Regions from separate parts of the Anas platyrhynchos genome. Here region 2 is linked to region 1. A link is a contact called in public Hi-C data. All regions are on one chromosome and are shown on one strand. The core of a region is the stretch at or near the end of the contact, and the rest is flanking DNA. Distances in the headings are between cores, read along the strand shown.

Region 1 (7,030 bases), core at 458-2,957:
ATAGTAATGTATTAATATTAATAGTCATAAATAGTAAAATAAAGTAATGTGATAATGTAAGTTATCACACACATAATCAGATTATTTATTGCAACAAAAGTATCTGCCATATTATACATGCTTATATTTCCTACTATGGACAATTTTTTAGCCTAATAATATACGTATTTAAGATGACATGGCCTGGCTGAAGAATAAAACCTGTTTTTCAAAACAGGATAAAATAAGCAGCACATTTTTGAAAAGAGAGAAGAGATGCATCAACCTCCAAATAGCAACAGTTTAATGGGTGCCAACATATCCAGCTGAGACGAAAATACTCTAATTTAATCCTTCAGTTCAGGACTGGAGTTAAAACAGTCTCTCACTCTGTCCTAGCAGCTCTTGTCGAATTTGTCTGACTTAGCACAAATGGATAATCATAAATCACTTATTTCTAATAAAAATGATTATCCATTTGTGTTTTGGGACCCAGAGTCTGTTCAGCATCAGTTCAAACAAGTTATTTAATAGTACATTACATTGCTTAAAAACAACCGAACGGAAAAACTTCAAGCCAAATGAAGTATAGAGGTTAGGCAGATACCCAGATGGAGTCAATGTCATTTTATCAGTGTCTTTAAGAACGGGAGAAACAGAGAGGGAAGAAAAAAACAGTATTTATGAAGTATAAAGCAGACAAAGATTCCATAACCTAAGAACACCGAAGCTGTAAGTAGCATTTTCCCACCATTTCCTCACCCTTTGATTGGAGCTGTACCTCTGTACAGCTAGGTAGTCATATTTCTATTTTAAATAGGTCATTTAATATGTTCATAACCTTAAAATTACATATTATCATTAAAACAGATGTGTTCTACTAAAACAAGAATAAATGTCACAGGAAGCAGATGGCAAACAGACCACAATGAGTCTTGATTTTATGCATTAATAAAATAACCTTATTACAGTACTGTTAGCATATGCATTACAATTTATATTTTTATTATCTAAATGCAACATGCTATTTAAGGCTTAATTTGTTTTACTGAGTACTACAGACACATTCAGAACTACTGGCAAAGAGCTCCACCAACTTTCCTTACAATAAAATTATAGTTCAGAAATAAACGACTTCAGACTAACCCCAATGTTCACTTCAAACCTTCTCATTAATTGCCTAGATTAACTTCATACTCTTCCAGAGCTGTCAGAACCAAGGCATGTGACCTATTTATCCTAACAGCTATGGCACAATGGAAGCTTTGCCATATGGACTCAGCAATGTAGGCCAACTGCAGACTACACAAATGTTTTCTGCAGTGGGATACTGTTGGGTCCACCTAGTTCTTACATTGAACAGCGTTAGGTTTTACATGAAAAATTGATTCAAAGACATTTGTTCTTTCACATTCTAAGGATTAAAGCTGGCTACTGCCCACTGGATTCAAACTTTGTGGTGTGAATGGGGAAACCAGCAGACATGAAGTCACCAAATCTATTTTGCAGAAACTTTGCAGATATAAAAGGGAAAATCTTTAACCACTGAAGTTTAAAAGGAAAAACCATCCCTAAAACCAATGCTCTGTTTGTGATCTCTGCTATGTAGTGCGCACACATCTAGCAAAGCCAGGAGTAGGCTGTGACTGACAGAAGAGAGGTCAGACAGAAGCAGGCTGCCTCAACTTTCTCAGGGCAAACGCGAAGTGGAAAACAAGCAAGACAGATTACTCTGGCAGTGAGAGCTTGCTCCCAGCAGTCCCTCACATTCTTGGAACATGCCTGAGAATATGCTTCAGCGAGTGGAGAAAGTTACAAATCACGTAGTTATCTTGGATTTCTGTCTTAGAAAACTGGCTGAAAACTAAGATCGTGAAGGTTAATTTAGAGGAGAACAATCGTGTCTACTTTAATGAAACAAAGGAATGGGAAGAGGTAAGTGTTGAGATTTCCATGTCACATCAACCAGTAGTGACTGACATCACTTGATCCTGCTTCACAACAGTTGAGAGGACTTCCCTAGTTTTTTGTAGTATTTTCTAGGCCACCATTTTACAATTCAATAGTTTTCTCTTCGTATTTTAGCACCCGACCACTTCACATGCACAGAGCTACACGGTAACAAAGCTTTACTTAATCTTTGAATTAATTTATTAATTTGCAGGGATTATTACAGTAGTCACACTGAGCCTGCAGCTCTGTCTTTAGAAATGCTTCTGAATCAACAACAAGCTGAAAATCTGTGCAGTCTTACGAGTCCATAGGATTGTTAAACAGCATCAAACATGGCTTAATTACATTTGGCTTCCTGATTGCACAAAGACTACCAAAATCTGCAGATAAAACAAAGTAATTGCCCCAAAGGGGGGCGAAGTACAAAATATATATACATACTAACCAGAGAGGGCATTAAAAAAAAAAATGTATCAAATCAGGCACAATAATATCATTTGGTACCTGAATGTAGAATGGAATTCCCGCACTACGTCTGGTTGCACATAACGTCGATGAAGGATCACAGGATTTGATTTCTTCCAACACACAGCTTAGCCACTGCTCTGGCATCTTGCGCAGACTCCTACTGTTGCATCTACATGAAACAAACAAGAAACGTGAAACAAATAAATAAGAAACTAGGACAGAGTCAATGCTGTTAATGACCTTAAGAAACAGTTCCCTCTAAATGTAAACATCTCCAAGCACACATGCAGAATTCTTAAGAAATATGATAAACTTCAAAAGAAATTTTACTTTTTTTTCCCAATGTTAATACAAATTATGTTAAGCCTTCTTGTTAAGTGACACTGGGAAAAGGTATTTCACTAGACAAACAGCAGGACTCTGTCATTCAGCAGTGCAACACATCTCTTCAACCAAAACCTATTATCCTACTTCGGAGAAGAAAACAAAGACATACACATCAGTTACTGTGTAGGAAAAGACACTTCAAAAAGTCCTGTCCTTTTTGTCACATGGTAGCTGATGTATGACCCTTACATTAACTAGTACATACAACTGTTATTAATAACCATACACAACAAAATCAAAGCCTTGCAGAGTAAGAATGGCTTGTGGAAATACCCCTGCAAACCTCAGAGCAGTGAACGGAATAAAAAACAAGACATAATATTCTGTTTACAATATTGAGTCAGTCAAACTTTTCTTAAAGCACCTAAATTGCTCTCCTGTCATGAAATACTTCTCTGCAGTTACAGAACTGGACGCTACCTGAAAACAAAGGACTTTCAAGGACAAGGAAAACTCTCAAGTCTACTTCAATTCCTCACTCTGCCCAGTTCAATGAAATGCAGCATATTCAGTGTGAAAGAGCAGCTCATTAATCTTCCATCAATGTTCCAAAAGGATCATTCATAGGTACAAAAATTTCTATTAACAGGACACATCACTCAGAACAGCTAAAAAAAATTAATCACTGTGGGCAATATAACTGCAATTAACTGCATAGGGCTTGCCAAAAAATGTAAGCTATAATTAAATTCATTATCAAGCAGTGAGACCTCACAGTATGGCCACAGTCTAGTCTTCTGCCTATGTGTTGGTAATAGAGAATGAAAAGCTTAAATACAGCAGGTAAGGATGTGAATACCAAAACTGAACATGAGGTCTAGATCTTCTACCTCCTTCCTTACCCTCCTCTTATTACACTTCTTTGCTTCCCACAAAGCAAGAATTTAGGACAGCTAAAACCCTGATATGGGACCATAAATGAAGCTTTCATCCGTAGTGTGAACCTCCTTTGCTTCCTTTACAAAAAAAAAAAGGGAAAAATTAATAATGCTCAAAATGGAGGTCACAGAAGCACCAGATAGATCAGCAGAAGCCACAGCAGATTTTTTGCTCTCCAGTAATTTCCTTAGGATTTCCATCATAGGTTTTTCACCCAGCTGACAGGCCTCCCCATTTTCTAGGGGTAGCACCTCTCTATTAAAACTGTTGCCAGGATGTGAACCATCAGTACAAAAAGCAAGAGAAACCTGGCTTTGCAATAGGTATGCCACATAGTACAAGAGCATAAAAGGCCACTTCCTTCCCCAAGCCTGTGACAGAAGCAATTAAATTAACACCTTCCTCTGAAAACTAAGGGTCAGTTTTTGTTCCTTTTCCTTCCTCTGTTATTTTCCTCGTTATTTTAACCTTGTATTCCTTTGCTAGCTTTGGATTCAAAAGCAGGATTCAACTCTAGGGCTGAGAACAAACCAATCTTCTAGGGAGCTTCTCCATGGGTCTCTCCAGCTAGGCTGTGCTTTACAGCTCTTCACCCAAGCCAACACACCCCACAAAACCTGCTGCTTCTGCTTACGCCTGCGGCTGGTCCTGCCTCCCGAGCTGGGCAGAAGTTGAATGTCTTTGTTCAGTCATGCCAAGATCAGTGCTAATCTCTGCAGCATGTTATCGCAGCATTAAAACAAACATTCCAGGACGCGTGTTCACATCTGCTGTGGCGCAGAAGAGCACAAAATAAAGCACAAAGGAAATATTTAAAAGTTGCTACACAGCATACTGAATATTTTATACTTCAGTAAACCGAGGGGTTTTTCCCCCTTCGGTAGTAGCATAAAGAAGAAAAATATACTGAAATCCACTAAACTCTGGACTCCCTTAGATCTGTATTGCTTTGATCTTGCCACAAGTAATTCTACCTTGTTCAGTAACCCACCAAAGCCCAATTCCATAAAGTATTTTTTTTTTTATTTTAATGTGGAAGTATTATTACTTTAAAGTTAAAAAATAAAAAATAAAAATTGGAGACTATTGACTTTGCAATGGAGGAGACTACTCCCTTCAACTTGGCAGCTACGTCTCCTTATGGTCTGGCAAGAAGAGTATCGCCTGAAGAAGCAGGTGGCCCTACATTTTAAGGATAATGAAGCTTTACAATGTAAAAATTGTGATCAAAAGCTGAAGTGTCGTTTTCCAGAACAAAATAGTGACTTTTTATTTCTAGATCAAGTAAGTGATGTTGGTAATTAAATTATTACACAGTAACTTGATATATAAGTTACTTAAGATGCAGCAAGGGAAGTATTTCCACAAATTTCTGTCTGTCTGTCTTCCGGTTATAAAAATTTCATACATGCCCAAAACAGTTTCTGTGGTCAGTTTCAATGACTCCAAAAAGCCTGGCAATTCAAAGTTAAAGCTAAACCCCTCTCCCTAGCTCCTATGGCTGTACTTTCTCTTATCCAAAATTAATGGTGTGTTAAGAACAAAGGGTCAAGCTTGGATCTGGCTTTCCTGGATGTTGGTGGTTTGTGGCATAAACTTCACATAAGCAGAAGCATTTTCTACACGGGTACATCCAGAATTCACTGTTTCCAATCACTGTAATCTATGCCTCTCTGGGGAAAAGGGAGGGGGGTTCTTTCATCATTTTTCTCTCTTAGCAGAGCTGTATTATTATTTTTCCATATATGTGAGGTGATTTCTATTCTTCATAGACCTAGTCTCCATACTGCCCTTCTCAGACAAACAAGGAGGCAAGAATCTAGAGCATCAGGAACAGGAGTGTTCAAGGTGTAAACCAGCCTAGAGAAAGTCTGCTTTTAGGAACAGCTCCTCTCAAGCTATGGAGTCCTTCCATTTGCATCCTCCCTTTCATAGCACCTGCTCTAAAGGAAGCAAAAGTTTCTAAGTGATACAGCTGCACTCACAAAGCTGCTGTTTCAGGGCTTCTCTAGCACTAATGCTGAGCAGAGAGAACCTTGCATAACCTCCAAAATCTCAGAAAGACAGTATCATTAGCCCAGGCTCGCTCTTTCACCAAGCACAGAGGAAAAGAAATAGTGAAATATATGAACAGAGAGTTAAAAATTAATATGCCTTTGAACTGAGCAGTGCCTTACTATTATATATTGCATTTCATGATATACTGGACGTTCACTGAGTTCAATTTAAGCTCTGTTTCTTTACAAATGATCAAAATCCATTACTCCTGAATAAGCATATCGTGCTGCATGGTGTAATTCTTCCCATACCTTCCCTCTGGTAACTTCAGTGAAGCAAAGCAGCACAGGCAGTTATGCAACACCATACTTTTGAGATTTCCATGAATTCTTTGTTCTACTTGATCTCGCAGAAAAGCTCCCCCCAATAAAATAAAGTCGAAACAGACAAAACAACATTTACAACAAAGAAGTGCTGAGGGTATTCACGTGGGTTCTTACAGACCCAAACAGATGCCAGATGTCTTCCAGGATAGTTTGCCTACCTACCAGGTTACTGGGCCAAATGAGCACCTGTTATTTCTCAGGGCCTATGACAGGCTGTCTGAAAGAAGACTGCTCGGATCCTTGATATGAATGCTGCTGATCTTGTAATTGTACAGCCTTCAGAAGGTGGACAGACAATATTAAGCAGGCTAAACAGAAGGAGCATCACACCAGTAGAAGGAATGTGAACAGAGAAAGTGAAGAATGGGAACTGACATATTTTGAACAGCCTCAGCAATTTATATCCAAATGAATGTCAGCACAGAGGTCGGATTTCATCAGGTTCCTAAGAAATCTCTGTGCAGGAATGATTTTTCTTTGACCACTAACTCAGACAAGCCTGAATATCACTGCTCTGTCTAGAGACTCTACTCTTGGTTGTTCTAACAACTGATATTTAGGGACTATAGAGTTAAAGATGGCAAATATTCCAAAAAATAGTTTTAAGCAAATGTTTGGCTATTGAAATGAAGCACCACGTTTATCTCCAGTTGTTCCTAGAAGCATGGGAAGGGGGTCTACCAATCCTCATGCTAGATTTTTTCGCTGGGTCTTAACTAAAGAAAAATTAAAAAAGTGTCAACGATGCTTCTGCAGGTCTTCAGTTCAACTCTGTTCAACTCTGTTCAGCAGGACATCATATTTAAGCTGTGTACAACTAGCAGCTGCCTCCGACAAAGGTTTCCTCCTCCAGTATTTGTGGATGCAACAGTAAATTAGTAGAGATTCCAGTACCTAAGCTTCAAGACTGTCAGCTACGTAGAGATGTAGGCCAGCTCATATTTATCTGCAGAACAGAGCCTCCCAGCTCCAACAGGATA
Region 2 (7,127 bases), core at 1,999-4,498, 990 kb before region 1:
TTGGAATAGCATTTTATATTAAGAAAAATCACGCTACAGTAACAATAGGCTTAAAAGGGTGTTAATTCCTGATGTTGCTTTGGCAGTAGCATAGAGTGTATCCCGAATTTGACATGGTCTTAAAGAAAAAAACTTCCTCATCTGCAATATACACTTATGTGTTCTTTCAGGATTGGATGAACTTGCTCCTGGCCTGTTTAAATGGCTATGTTTTCATATTTTAATGAAATGCTGGTGAAACACTGTGACTGGTGTTCTCAGAGGATGTTACAAATAACTTAAATCTGGTTTATCTTCAAGATGGTGAGCAGCACTGACTGTGGAGATTAGCTGAATTCAGCAGTTCCCTAAATCCCTGCTGCAGTGGACATAGCTGAGGTAGTAATTATTTTAAATGGTACTTATGCCATGGAGTGCGTATAACCAAATGTGGAGTACCAGTAGCTCAATGTTTATGGGTTATGTAGTCTCAGTGTGACAAAAATTGCCATCACTTTCCTCTTTGATGCTCTTAATGAATGAGTTGAGTTTTTTTTTTTTTTTTAACAGTAAGCTGTAACTCCTGAAGGCAGGGGGTTTGATCTTTTGTTTCCTAAATAACTTTTTTTCCGTAGAATGTATTTTGTAGTTGCCTGTGCTTCCTGAACATGAGTTAAGTGTTCTTCATTTACATGTTCAATAAAACAGCATAAAAGATGTGTTTTCACGTGTTACTGCTCTGTAACAGTTATTTGCATATCGTGTACATTTTAGAAGGAACCTATTCAAATTGCTATGTAAACCTTACAGAAAGACTCCCTTGGGCTCTGTTGTTTGCTTTCATAGGGCAGATAATTTAAGAATTGTTTCTTTTTAAAGGATTAACAGCTTTAAGAAAGTGCTTTCTAAAGAGTTGCTTTTGTTTTCAAAGTGGGACAAAGTCAGTTGGCAGACCAGCTTTCAAAGCATCTCAGTCCTTTGGAACTTGTAGTCTAACATTTGCCTAAAGAAATGATTTCCTGGCCCGTACAGACAGTATTTCTTTTTGAGTAAAAGGCCTCTGAAAGCCTGCTAGGAAGACTCCCCAACATTTGGAAAAAGAAGAGATCCTTATAGCTGCTAAAAGCTTTATGAGCTGGGCTAGGAATGCTGCATATTTTACATGCTGAAATCGGATAAATATGCTTGCAGAACTTGTGATCTATTTAATCTTTCCAGAGAGTAAATTGTGGTGTTCTGAGATTTTGTTGTCGTTGTGTGGTGAGTTGTGTGTAGTCATTTTGATAGAGCTGTGCAAGGACATGAGGGGAAAAAAACACTATACATAGTAACATCTGTCTCAGAGCTGGGCTGCTACAGGTGGTAAAAACAGACCAGTTTTTGGGTACCCAAGCCCAGGCACCTATGTTTATGTGTGTGGGGGCCAGCATTGGGCTACAAACCTAAGTACAAAGAGAGAACAGGACTGCTTATATCAGCCCTGTCAGAAGGGAGTCTTGTACCTCTGGGACAGCGGCCATGCTTAGGATGGTGGAGGTGGTAGTGAGGAGGCAGCTATTTCTGTTTGAGAAAGGGCTCTGAAACATGAAAAGCTGCAGAGCTTCTGTTTGGGAGTAGGGGAGAGGCTTGGTGTGGAAAAGCAGAGGAGGAATGCCCCCCTCTATCGAGTGTGATGTGTGGTATCCAGTGCAGCCGTGACTTCTGCCTTACAGGACTACTGCTTGATGTGACAGCATGAAGTCACCATGTTATATAATGTATGAATCGGGTATTTCCTCATTCCATGAGGAAACAAAGGATTTTGAAACATTGATATTCAACTCTTCAGTTTGGTGAAATCAAAGAAATGACTTAGCTTGTTTGGTTTGCAGCAAGAAAATGGTAATGATCATTGCTGGTGGAAGGGTCTGGTCATGACTCAGTGGTGCTGCATATGTGGCTGATGGTCTCCAGTTCACTGAGTGAATGATGAAGCATAGTAGTCTTCCATTTCTCAGATGGGAAGAGGGATAATTGCATGGCAAGGATCAAGTTTTAAGGTTTAGCTTTCAGCTAAAGCAGTAGCTCAAACTTGATTCTCTGTGGTCCTTCTCATCTTATCTGTGAACACTTTGTGTTTGTTGGCTCTATTTTCTTGCTGCTGTAACATCCCACAAATATTTAAAGGATTCATCTATAACATCCCTCCGAAATGAAGACATAATATCCTCTTCCTACAGATAAGGAACAAAAGCAAAAGGATCTGTGTCTCCTTGGAGTTGGATATTTAGCATATTTAACTTCTCTGGGCAAGAACAGAACAAGCATACAGTATTTGCTTCTATGTAGGATTTTTTAATATTTAAATTTTAAAATCTTTCATTTTTATGTTGAAGGCTGCAGTTGTTCATAAAAGTTGCAGTGGGAATAAGAACAGTAAAAAAAAAAAAACTTATCACTGAAGACACATGCCTTTTTGAAGTTGTACTTGGACGACTATTTACTTGCATCCTCTGGAACATCCCATTAACCAGCAGGATAGTGTCTTTATGACTCAGCTCCTAAATGAGAAAATTTTTCTCCATTGTGTAGCATGATAGTACAGAGCATGTATTTAAAGTGAATTGCTCGGGAATTTGTTTAGACCTCTGTTTCAATGTGGTATTTTGAATGTCTAGGCTGTTTGTTTTGAAGTCTAATAAAGCCACGTGTTTCACCTGAATTCAGGCAATACAAAACTCTTATTAGGATTTTGCAGAAATATGATACTATACCTACACTTATCCTTGTAGGATATGGGAAATTCAAAACTACTTTTAAACAGATAAATTATACATTGAGATGTTGAATTCATGATGTCTAATATTTTCTGTGGCTCCTCTCATATTTTAATATCTGGAGTAGCAACAGAGTAATTATACTACTTTAACCCCTTATTGCTATTCATGCCTATATTCCTTTTTCATATACATGGAATTTTAGGCTGCTGCTATCTGATAGCTGCTTGTGATAGCACCCAGTTCGCCCTTCCTTTTGAGAAATCCCACATGCTCAAACAAATCAGTAAAATGAACAACCCTTCTCTGTAAATCTTAAGGAATATGTTCCCTGACAACCCAAAGAGCATTATGCCACCCCTTATGGCAATTTCAACATGTAATTCTGTCACTTAATTCAGAAATGCAGAAGGGGAAGTGCTACTGTAAAGGGATAACCAGATCTGAAACACCAGCACATCTTGTGGCAGCACACATCTCCTACAGAGCCAAGGGTTTCTCAGAAATAGAAGCAGGGATGGTTCTCTGCTTAGCAAAGCAGGCAGATCCAGCTGGCCCTCGGGGAAACAGTGGAGTTCTTCTGGTCTGAGGTTTCACTCTTCTCTTGCTGCAGTTGGAGATCAAAGTGGATGCAGCAGCAATTCCTTTGTCATTAGCACACTTGCCACAGGCCTCTGCTGCCGATAGGGAAATGTGTATGGGAGTGAGACTGTGGTTTTTGACTTTGCCCTATGGCTTTAAGAGGAAAATTAGATCTTATTTGACTGGCATTTTTGTTGCGCTTCTTTTCCAATAGAATTAAAGTGACTTCCCAAGATCCAGTGTTTCTGTTTCCAAGTCATAACTTTTTTCCCTTGTTGAAGCAGAGAAGGTTAAACAATGCACAGCTCTTTTGTGTGCTGTGGGCTTTGTCGGTGCTCAAGCTCTGCAACCCTGTGGCTGCTGGACTTGAACCAAGTCTTTGTGTGTTTGCTTCATTTCTGTTGTCAATCAGTTCAGGTATACTAGCACATGCTTTGAAAATTCAAAAGAAGCAGAGGTGGTAATTCAACTTTGTTTATGTTGTCTAAATCAGTGGGGGTGCAATACATATTTGAATCCACATAGGTATGTGTGTGCCTGTCATTTTTACCTTAGCAAATAGAAGAATCTGGCCAGAAAGTAGAGCACGCTGTTATGCAAGCTTAATATTCTAGGTCATCCGTAACATAGCTTTGATAAAACTAATGCTCGCTCATCTATTCTGTGGACAGTGGTACTCAGTGCAAGACTTATTACTTTAAAACATTTAGTTTTACGTTGGGATTTCATCATTGTTAAAAGCTCTTAAAAATCTAATAAATCACAATTTGAGGTAACAGGCTGTCCAAAAGATGAGAAACAAAATTTGTAGGTTTCCAGTCTCTCTGGGCACTGATAATCATTTACTTGACACTATCTGCTGTGCACTAGAACTAGAAAAAAAAAATATGAAAGGTCAGTTATCCTCTGGCAGAGGAGCTGGTAAGATATTAAAATAGGTTAACATAAGCCAGAGCTGGCAGTGATTTAGACTTGTGGTAGGTAATATTTATGAGAACTCACAAATGTCTAAGCAGTCCTGCCAACTTATTACTTATCCTTTCAGTCCTTACAAAATTAAAGTTGTTTCTTCAGTGTTTTGGCATTTATGGCCTATACAAAAATGTTCATTTCTGTTTATTTTTACAGAAAGAGATTTCTACAGCTTCTATGAGAGAATGATCATGATGGGATTAGCATTTTTTTCCCCTAATTGTTTTCTTTCCAAAATCGTCCAGTTACAATTACAGAATGTTCTGATTTTTTCTTTTTGTTTCTTTTTTCTTTCCCTCATATGACTCCAAGCAAAACTTAGTTTTGCATTTGTTTTATGGTAATACCAATACTGTACAGTCTCTCTGGTTAATGTCTTTTCAGTAATGAGCTTAGTGATGTCTAAAACCCAAATTCATGGAAAATTCTGCTGGAAAGCCTGAGAAAGGTCATGCTTCTGCTTTCTGCATCCACTGGAAGCGTTCTGTGGAAAGCTCAGCAGAGCATCTAACCAGCTGCTTTACTGAGATGAAATAAAGGTAATAGGATGTTGGCTTCACTAATAACACTGTTTTCTTTATTTCCCCAAGCTAATAATTTGGATCTGTTTTATAAACACTGTAAGCTAGTTAATGATCCTGTGTTGAAGGCATAAGGCTTGGCAAGGACCTGCCACATGACTATTCACGCTGGATTTGGACCTCAATCTTCCTGGTCTTCCTACAAAACTGTCTCCTTACCATACCCTCTCTTGCTGGCAGAGGAAGCTGAATGTACTGATGCTGTGCTTGTGTGTCAGTGAGCTCCCAGGCAGAAAACATGGAGAGAGACCCAGAAGCACTAGTGAATAATGCAGCTGGAGGTCTCAGACTCAGCTGGCAGCAAGTTCTGCTCCTTCGTCTGTGTTCTCCCTGGATGCCCATGTGTGCCACTGGCACCTGCACAAGTCACCTCCAGAGGTTCTTGCAAGCAAGTACATGCTGTGAGTGCAAGATCTCTGAAATCTCAAAATTGGTACAAACTGAGGGTGCTGAGCAGTCAACAGCATCAACATTTGAGGTTTTTTAGTAGCAATGGGAAACCTGGCTATAGTACTTGTCAGCACCTGTCTGCTGTGACATTTCTAGATATAGACAGGAGGAATGCTTGAAAAACTTAAATGAACTGAAATGTGGAGCTGTATTTTGAAGACGGGTTTGATATTCATTTTGACATAATAAGGTAGTAACATCTATATTTATCCGCATTTATAAAGCGTAGGTCTAGAGCCTGTAATAATATGGACAAGAGACCTTTCTGATTTGTTGAAGTGTTTATAGCAGGGTCAGCTGTGCACTGGAATTAAGTTTCTCATACTGCTGTACTAAATCTGTTTAGGGGTAGGAAGAAATCAAATAGTGATGCCCTTCAGAGGCAACTTGGTCAAACCAATTCATAGCAAGCAGATTTAGATTTGAATTTTACTTCCTCTATCTTCATGTTCTGAAATGCATTCTCTATTTGTGTAAAACTGGCACTTCTCTTGCTCTGGAGCAACTCCATCATCCATAATGCAGTTGTCCCAGAGAAATACTGCGTAATTCAGACTTGTTGCTGATCCTGATGGGAAACAGTGGGACAGATAACAAATCAATTCTTAGCATGTAACATAAAAGTCCTCATGCATTTCAACATAAAAATGCTCTTGATTGAGGTTACTGGCTTTGCAAAGAGTCAGACAAAGTTGCTGTTCTCTCTATTTGAAGTTTGAAAGTGAAATGTTGAAAATGCAGCTTTGTGTTAGTTTATGCAATGAGTCCTGTTAGCTCTTCTTGTAATATTTCTCTGTACTGGATGTAGACCTCAAAAGAGGAGCCAAAGGGAGGACCAAATATTTTATCAGTTTGGACCTAGGATTGATGAAAGAAGGAGATTTGCTTAAGGTAGCTGGGGGAGCTGAAAGAAACAAACTGATGTCTAGTCAAAAATGGCTGCACTGATAAATTATATCACTGTCTGTTCTAATGAAGCCTAGGGGAAATCAAATTATATAAGCATTTGTCAATACCTTAGGGAAAGGCAAAATGTGTTACTGGATTCTTCGTTTTTCATTCACACATGCCTCCCTCAAATTTATTGTGTAAGAGTCATGAGTGGTGCTTGAGCTGGGTGGAAAATAATTTCCCCATTTCATGTACTTTTGAGTTTGTAACTATTTAAGAGTGTCAAAGTCTCCTTTGCTATGAAAAGATAAATTTACTACTAAATAAGTTTTTTTCATTTAGCAATTTTAATTTAATCACTTTCTATGTTTAAACTTAAAAGTTGTGTAAACAAGGATTAGCTAGAAAATGATGAATCAATTGCTAGAACTTTGTTCCCAACTTGATGAGTCAAATCTGGCACACAGTCCCTTGATTGAAAACCGAATTTTTCCTTGTTTTGCAGTGGAGTTTGGGTAGGAAGAGGAAGAATATTAAACCCACCTTAAATTATTAAATATGATCTGGATAGCAGAGAACAACACCTAACAGATCTATGAATTACAGGTTTAATTCAGTTCTTCCCCCCTTCCCTGCCTTGGCTGTAAAGTCATCATGACAAATGGTGTTATTTCCCTTCTCGGCATATGCCACATGCTGCTGGAAAATACGCAACAAAATGTAACGTTAACATTTCCCTGACACTTCTAAAATTAAACAACTCCTTCAGGGGAAGGAAGCTTCTTGTTAATTTATGTATTCCTCAGCTTTCACACTGGGGAACGAGGGTGGACACCACCCATAGCAACTGCTTAAACCAAAGTTATTTCTAGATTAATACAAATACAGAGTAAAACCTGATGAACAGAATGCTTGA

Evidence for each region. Hi-C and Micro-C count contacts between places; a contact is called where the count stands out from the background.
Region 2: a contact with region 1 is called in a Hi-C map of subcutaneous adipose tissue, with 2.1 times the contacts expected there. The contact joins two enhancer-like sites. A contact is called at or near these places in 2 of 8 Hi-C or Micro-C datasets (skeletal muscle and subcutaneous adipose tissue).

The regions. Positions count from the first base shown.
Region 1 is chr3:40,894,023-40,901,052 of IASCAAS_PekinDuck_T2T, reverse strand. It overlaps THADA (THADA armadillo repeat containing), which reads right to left. Exons shown (of 39, transcript XM_027454105.3): 23 at 2,437-2,569. Among named protein-coding and RNA genes, the nearest start is that of THADA, 30 kb to the right of the region's middle. Within about 2 kb of position 1,707, at least 1 of the 8 cell types and tissues checked has an H3K27ac peak or open chromatin away from gene starts, as enhancers often do. A contact at or near this core is called in subcutaneous adipose tissue, where this site is marked.
Region 2 is chr3:41,885,127-41,892,253 of IASCAAS_PekinDuck_T2T, reverse strand. No RefSeq gene overlaps it. Among named protein-coding and RNA genes, the nearest start is that of TRNAI-UAU, 17 kb to the left of the region's middle. Within about 2 kb of position 3,248, at least 5 of the 8 cell types and tissues checked have an H3K27ac peak or open chromatin away from gene starts, as enhancers often do. A contact at or near this core is called in subcutaneous adipose tissue, where this site is marked.